Regions from separate parts of the Oryzias latipes genome. Here region 1 is linked to region 2. The links are chromatin contacts, called in public Hi-C maps. All regions are on one chromosome and are shown on one strand. Each heading gives the region's core, a stretch centred on a gene start, on an enhancer-like site or on the middle of the called end of the contact. The rest is flanking DNA. Distances are from core to core; before and after follow the strand shown.

Region 1 (3,739 bases), core at 110-2,609, 360 kb after region 2:
TGATGCAGCGTCGGACCCGGTTGAAGTTGTGCAAAAGTAACTGTAGAAAGAAAACAATTGTTAATACTGAATAAGAGCTTAAAAATGCACCACAGCAATGAAAACTTCAGTATTTTACATTAGGAATGTTTTTATTGTCTAAACTCAAATCCTAAAACCTTGAGAGGCTACAGAACTACAATAATTATCTATGAGAGCTCTAAAAATGTTGGTTTATTAAACTGAAGCACATGCAAACAAAACAAAACCTGATAAAACTTTTTCTAATGCAGACATTTGTGATAATAGATCTGCAATAAATAGATATTTATTGGCATGAGCGTAATCTTGGGACTTTTTCTGTTACAATTAATACTTTTAGAAAGGATTTTAAATCTAGACATAAATATACAGGACTTTCAATGAGACCGTTGGTGATATAAGGACTTGTTTACATAAATGAAAGGGCTATATTTGGATGTGGATCAGTAGAAGACAACAGTTACCACAGCAAGCTGGCACTGCGTTCCCGCTAAGTTGCCTCTCCCAGTGATAAGGTTTACTACAATGATGATAGTCTCCTACAATGTCTATGGATTTTCCTCCCTGCATGTTCTCCAGGAATTTGGCCAGAGATGAGAGAAAACTGGCTAACTCCTGCCACCCCACTGGGCTGCCAACCATTTGCAGCATAAAAGCGGAGAACGCAAAGCACCCAATCAGGTCACCACCAGAAGGAAGGAAGAAAAATCCTCCTGAAACAAAACAAAAAGTCTATCTAGATAGCTGTTTAAATGGGAATAGTAATAAAAAAAATATCAATCTTTTACTTTACAGATGTTAAAAAGATAAGTTTTATGCATAGTGAGTCTAGTTTGTATTTTCTTGTCATTTGGCTAACAAGGTGAAAAAGAAAACGTCTTTAACTTCACGCAGACTAATTATGCATTTCACTTTGACTCTCATGTTGCCTTTCTGAAACACAAACCCTGGGCACAGTAAAAGTGCAAATCATCCATTGTTTGCATTCCTCATGATCTTCATGTATACGTTCTTCCATTCGTTGCTTATTATTGCCTAGATACGCACCTTATATTTCTCAAATTATGTCATATCAAAGGCTTTAACTTAGAAGACACTTAGAAAAGTGGTGAAGTAATTTATTGAGTCAGATGTCCTAATTGCAGTTTAACGCTTGAATTTGACAGACAGCACATGCTTTCTCTCTTTTGTTTTTTTTTTTTTTGCTTTTTCTTTCAGAGTGAGACGGCACACCAAAAAGCGCACCATCGGGGGAGCTGCTACCACACAAAGAAGCCCTCATGGGGCAATCCCTCCAAAGCAGCCAGTGACATCATCATTGCGAGACGCTGACATGGGTCATCTCTGTGAGTCAGGGGTGAGACGGAAGAAAAAAAGGAGAGAGGCGCAGAGCGGGATGAGGTAGAGAGCTGCAGTGGAGGCAGGGACAGCGGGGACAGAAGGGTGGATGGAGGGATGACAAAAGGGTGGTATGGGAGCTGCCGTGTGTGTGCCGAGCTGTGTTGGGCAGGGCTGTGCTCGGCTGCGCATGGCGTAACATTGACTGCTGAGCCCGAACGGCCACTCATATGACACGTCTGATGCGGGCCAGCCCCTACCATTCATCCTTTTGTGGTGCCGCCACACTGAGCAGCGTGACAATGAAGTGCAAAGCAGCAGTGGCAAAGAGGGCCAACTATGAGGATGGCCAATCTACTTATGCACCCCAGAGCTGACAGCTTGACATTTCTATTCACCACTCAGAGTGGATGCGAGGGGAAAGAGATGAGAGAAGGGGTAGTGGAGGGATGAAAAATAGCAACAATGTGCTGTTTTTCCTTCAATCATTCCGTCGCATTTTGCCTTCAGGACTGTCGTGCTTTACAAGGTGCCATTCGCTGGTTTTATTTCAGACAGTTGAACAGAAGAAGGCGACTGCTGATCTACCTGTTTGGACACTCTTTGCTCTTCTTCAATATACTTTTGCTCTGGAGGAGTCAGCGTGTTGAGACCAGCCTTCACCTGGATCGTGGAGTAAACAGACACAGCAGTGTAAAGATCAGCATACTGGCTTGTGAGAAACAATGCTTTTATTTAGAAGGAATTTTTTTAAAAATTGGGAGGCGGGATAACATAGCAGCACATGCATGGATCAAGCCATGTCAGGGGCTAGAGAGAGCAGGAGGCAGAGCTTCAAGATGGCCGCTGTAGGACACACACAGCGATGAGGAATGGGCAAACAAAGGCTGCTGAGAGGGAGCTTTCGATAATTAAAGCCAAAATGAGGACGTGGGACAGGGGACGAAGGATGAGATGGGAGTAGAGGAGGGGGGAGAAAAAACAGAATAAAGACAACAGTGGTTAAAAAAAAGGGGGGGGGGAGCTGGGCATAACAAGAGAGGATGCGAATGAGAGGATAATAAGGGGGGGCTATTAAGAAAAATCAGGGAGGGGACTCGGGGAAAAAAAAAAAAAAAGAGACTTACAGCATTAAAAATCACGTCTATTTCGAGAAAGATGACCCCTTTTGTTGGCCCTGTCAGCTCCTTGCTTTTCAAGGCATAGGCTTTGCGTTCTCCATTTTGGATCTGTGGGAGAGGGACATGACAGGCGTCTGTCTGGCAATACCCGGCTGAATCGGCTCCTCGGGCCACCTTTGAACCCCAGCTGCTGGCGCTGACAGGGAACCCAAAACAACTGTGGCAACTCTGACAAGTACCTGTTCATTACCCACTGCAGCTCTGTTCTGTCAAATAGAAATTAACTATCCTGGGGAATCATACAGTACAGCAGAGCAAAGATATATGAGCTACGCAGTTCTTTCACAGGCAATCTATATTTTTACCAAATATGAGAGACACTTTTCTTTTTTCCAAATCGGATTTTTCATCTCTCCATCAGCGTCATTTTCATCTCATCTCCCCCCCACTTACTTTCCATCTTCTCAGCTATCAATCTTTTTTTTTCTTTTGACTTTTTTCTTATCATTTCTGTCAATGGTGTCTCTTTGAGGAAACAACAACAGTCATCGGTGCAGGTTATAAAAATAACAGCAGCTTTTTTTTTGGTCCTCATCTGATTTCATTCTTTCCGTTGCTTTGCTGCGCAATCTCTCCATTCCCCCTGAGGCTAAAAAAGAAATGAAACGCACAGAAATCTGCCTTTGACTCACATTTAGTAGAGGAATAGCCACTTTTCCCAGGAAGTCCGCACTCCGGTCTCTGTCCTCATCGTAAACAGTGACCTCAAGGACCGAGTGGATGTCCTTCACGTTGCTGGCCCAAACAAAAAGACAACAGCAGGAAACTAAACCTGTAAAGACTGTATATTTTTTTTTTTTGTGCAAATTCCTTTTAGGCACAGAAGACACAAAAAACTATTTAAATCCATTTGTTAAAAAACACAGAAAAGTAAAATAATCATTATTTAATATGAGATGCTAAACCACAATGAGAGCTACTTCAAAATTAGACTATGGTTAAAAGAAAATCAATGAAAAAGGAAAACTTCTAAATATAATTGTATACCTGACACAAAAAAAGATGATATATAATTAGGGGTATTTTTTAATAAATTTATATCGTCCTTTTTTTTTTTAAATACTAAAATCTGATTATATCATCAGAACGCAGGTTCATGTTTTTCTTTTTAGTTTTAAATATAGATACCAAAATTCAAAAGGGAAATATAGACTATAAACTAAAATAACTAAATCATTGTAATTTAAAAAAACTACTTT
Region 2 (3,924 bases), core at 437-2,936:
AGCTGCTTGTCTCCACATATGCTGAATCCCTCCAGAGTAACTATCCTTTATCTTCTAGCTGAGAGCGTTCTGTTATACAATTGTAACCCTGCAGGCTATATAAAGCAGTGGTTGAAAAACAAATGAAATGGTGCCATGTGTTCCTAATTAACGTTTCAGTCGAGGCAATACAAGCAAAACACACGAGGACTCTAAGAAAGTAAAAATGTGTTTTAAGCAGCAGACTAATTTCCTTCCTCCTCTCTTTGACAGCGTATGATGTAATATTTCAAACATCCCGATGATGTGCTTTAAATAACAGCAGTATTTTCTTTATTTTTCAATCTGCCGACAGCGTCAATTACCATTAATCACACAAAAGAAATAAGAGAAAATTGTCTACAAGGAGAAAAGTAAAGGCGCCGTCAGTTTGCCCCAGAAGCGCTGTGCGTAAGAGAGATGGATATGTGTGGTACACTGTAGGCTCCATTCGTGTCTCTGTAATATCGGAAACTCTTGTTACCAAAGTGTTGCTGCAAAATGAGTTAAAGAACCATTTACCTTTGTCTGCTTTCATTCATCAAACCACAAGTGGAGGGCTCCTAACACAGGGGGCTATTTGTTTGCTTTACACAAGCAGCTGGGTGCGATTTCACGTTTGGGATATCTGTCTGAAAGCGAAACATTTATTATCCTAAGTTGTCAGCGGGCCTATTTCACCAAAAAAAGAAAAGAAAAAAAACTCAATGCAAAGCGCCTGTGTTCTGCAGCAGCGGAAACGTCCTATTGGCGTCACACGTCACTACATTTCACTTATAGCTTCCCGGCTATGCCGGTCACATTGACAAATACTGTTGTTTGAGACAATAACTATTTCCAAATAGAGGCTGAGAGTATGAATGGGATCCCCTCTGAAGTGTGACATGGCTTATTTCTCATGTTGTCTTGCGCGTAAAAATGATGACAACGCGAGCAGGACAAGTGCTCTGCCGTGTTTGCTGCGAAGCTCATTCACGCAAGCTTGTAAAATGGCTTTGAACGCACGGCGAAGACTAATGTTATAAATTAAAGGCATTTATCGGAAATATCTGGTGTCTTTCAGCATCAGGTCTGAGTTTTTTGCGTTATTGGAAATATAAGCAGTTGATGTGGAGGCATATCGTGGGGTCTGTCCGCAGACCGCATCGGCAACCTTGAAGCCATGGATAAAATCCAGGCCTTCAGGGTAACAAATGAGCCCATAGCCGTGAATGTAACACAAGGGAAAGCCTCCCTGCTTACGCGCGCGCCCACGCGCCTTTGTGCACGCGCAGCCGCCACCACGATTGTGCGCAGAGTAATGGGATAATTTTTCATACGTTAGGAAGATATTTGCCTGCGTTTGTGCGCGGACACGTTCCTTGAAAGCCCGTGCGTAAAAAGCGCGTGTCTACGGTACGTCAGCGTGTTGGAGGGAGAGAAGAGAGGGAGAGATCCGCTGTGTAAGCGGATCTCTTTGTGTTGATTTAGGAAGACGTTTGCTGTATATAACGTCCAAGGCTGATAATATCATTGCCTGGCGAGATAAATAAAGCATTGGCCAAAACCATTGGGTCAGTTATCGATCCGCTTTTTCTCCCTGAGAGAACGAGAAGGCGGGGTGGCGGGAAGGAGGAGGGGGCTTAAAGACAGAGAGATGGAGAGAGAGAGGGAAAGAGACCTCACTCATTAGCATTCCACAGCCATGGACTAAACGCTGACAACTAACAGAGATATCCAGCTCTACACCACTGCATGCATTTTCCCCCCTTTGTCTTCTTCCCCCCTGGCCCTTCATTTCCAGCGGACAGATCTCTCGTCACAGCCAGCACATTTTATTTATGCCCTCTCCACTCCTTTCGCGAGAATGGACCCCTCGCAAAAGAAAGAAGGGAAAAAAGCTTATAGTAAGGCAGAAAGAAAGAGAAAAAAACCAGAGGGAGGGGGGTGAAGTTGTAAAAGCTGTGCAAAAGTGACAGCGCTAAGCACACTGGCTTTGCTTGAGAGAGATACAATTGTGTGTGACGTGACAAAATGGATGGAGACGTTGTAAAGTGCAACATTAACTTCTATTACTTAGGTATTCTAAGGGTAAGGAATCTGTTTGGAGTGCTCGTGAAAGAAAATAAAACTTCCATTCAGAAGTTTGCACTGACTTTATTACATTAAGAGAAAAAAACTTTTGCAAATGTTTGAACTTTTTACAAATCTAAGTAACATTTGTAGCTACTTAAAAAATGTCGTTTTTTTCAGTTGTGTGCATTTTTTAAACAAATAGATTAATATTTTGTAGGAGTTGAAATGCAATTTAAAGAAACGGTTTGACATGTTTTAGTGTTTTTTCAGACAACTCTATCTTAATACGCACTCAAGTCTGGCCCAACAATGACAGCTGTTCATCTGATAGTAACTTGGTGCTAAGTTTTCTCCCCTCCCACCCCGGGGCCCCCGGTCTCTGTCTTGCTTTGTTGTTTTAAAATATGCATGTCTCTCCGGAATGCCAGTCACGGGTCCAAACTTTGTGTGTCCCAACCACCCACATGATGAAATGATCCTTTTAAAGCGGGCTCAATATGTCTCAATCTGCACTCCTCTCCCCTCTCTAAAGCTTTTGGGTTCGGGACACAGCCCAGAAATGTATTAATTAAAGCGCTTCTTTACTGCGGACTTTTTAGCATCGCGGAGGAAAACGCGCAGTTGGAACAAGTCAAGCTCTGTCAACGACGGGTGGATGAAGATTCGTGGCAGGAAAAGATTTAAAAAAAGAAAAGTAAGGCTCATTTTGACGCTCTCTTTATCTCCCTGTGTGTCAGTTCTTCTCATTTTTTCCTCCCTGTCTTTCCTCTCAGTGTGAGTGTGTGTGTGGGTGTGTGTGTTTTACAAAGTGTTCGTGTGTGTTCTTCGGACTGAAACGGATAAAGCCAGGGGGAGTGAGTGAGAAAGAGAGAGGAAAGTGTGAAAGAAATGGGAGGAGGGAGATATACGTAAAAGAGAGGAGGACGGTGGACGTCTCTGCCTGCGCGCGTGTGCGCGCGCGTCTGCGTGGTGGTGTTCTGGCTTGCATGTGTGTATCAAGAAATGAATCGGGCATTGAACTTCAGCGTGTGACTTTTCTCGCGTGTCCAACAGCTGTTTGCATGTAGATGGAATAAACCGCAGCACCTACCAGGGAAGGGAAGACCGGAAATGTTTGCTTTTTAAAGATGAATCGGATGTAACAAGCAGCTCAGGAGGAACCTCTGGCTCTTTCTGTTAAGATTCCAGATGTTTATTTGCACCAAATGATTAGAAAAACTCGGTTCGTGCGCAGAAAGTTCTGTTGAGGAAATCCTGGAAAACCTGTTGCTTTTTCCAGCATCTCATCCCATCATAAATTACAAAAACAACATTATATATATTTAAAGAAAGAAAAATAGACAGACTGTGATAACTGTGTTCTTTTATTAAATGTGGACACCCCAACAGTCTAATTATGTCAACATATTCGAGGCCTGGGCTTCCATACCTGATAGCACCGGATTTTCCAGCAATATTACGGCTTCTCTTTCTAATACATTCCAGATGGCGCATGACTGTGCCACCGCGGTCGACGAGCCCCTCACTTTTTACTCAGCAGCATTTTGTTGCAATTACATCAACGCTGAGGCGAAATTTATTGCTGACCCACTTTCGCTGCGTTACACTCCCCAAATGAGAGGTTTTACAAAATGTAAAGCTATATATATGTATATATGTATATATCTTAAAAAATGTGTCCCTGATGAGTGATTTTAAGAACCTGCTTGTCAAGTTTTCACTCCAATGATGAAATAAAGTTTGATTGAAGTTTCTCATTTCAAACAGATCGTGGTTTGATGGATGAATATGTTATATAGACAAAACACACAGGCCGCATTCAAGCCTGTCCAATCTTTGTAGTTGCCTGCG

The links. Hi-C and Micro-C count contacts between places; a contact is called where the count stands out from the background.
Region 1: a Hi-C map of embryo shows a contact between it and region 2, with 2.9 times the contacts expected there. The contact joins two enhancer-like sites. A contact is called at or near these places in 2 of 5 Hi-C or Micro-C datasets (both in embryo).

Annotation. Positions count from the first base shown.
Region 1 is chr9:15,989,707-15,993,445 of ASM223467v1, forward strand. It overlaps mctp1 (multiple C2 and transmembrane domain-containing protein 1), which reads right to left. Exons shown (of 21, transcript XM_020706013.2): 11 at 3,173-3,275; 12 at 2,487-2,588; 13 at 1,948-2,022; 14 at 1-40. Among protein-coding and RNA genes, the nearest start is that of LOC111947903, 75 kb to the right of the region's middle. Within about 2 kb of position 1,360, at least 1 of the 8 cell types and tissues checked has an H3K27ac peak or open chromatin away from gene starts, as enhancers often do. A contact at or near this core is called in embryo, where this site is marked.
Region 2 is chr9:15,628,180-15,632,103 of ASM223467v1, forward strand. No RefSeq gene overlaps it. Among protein-coding and RNA genes, the nearest start is that of nr2f1, 12 kb to the left of the region's middle. Within about 2 kb of position 1,687, at least 3 of the 8 cell types and tissues checked have an H3K27ac peak or open chromatin away from gene starts, as enhancers often do. A contact at or near this core is called in embryo, where this site is marked.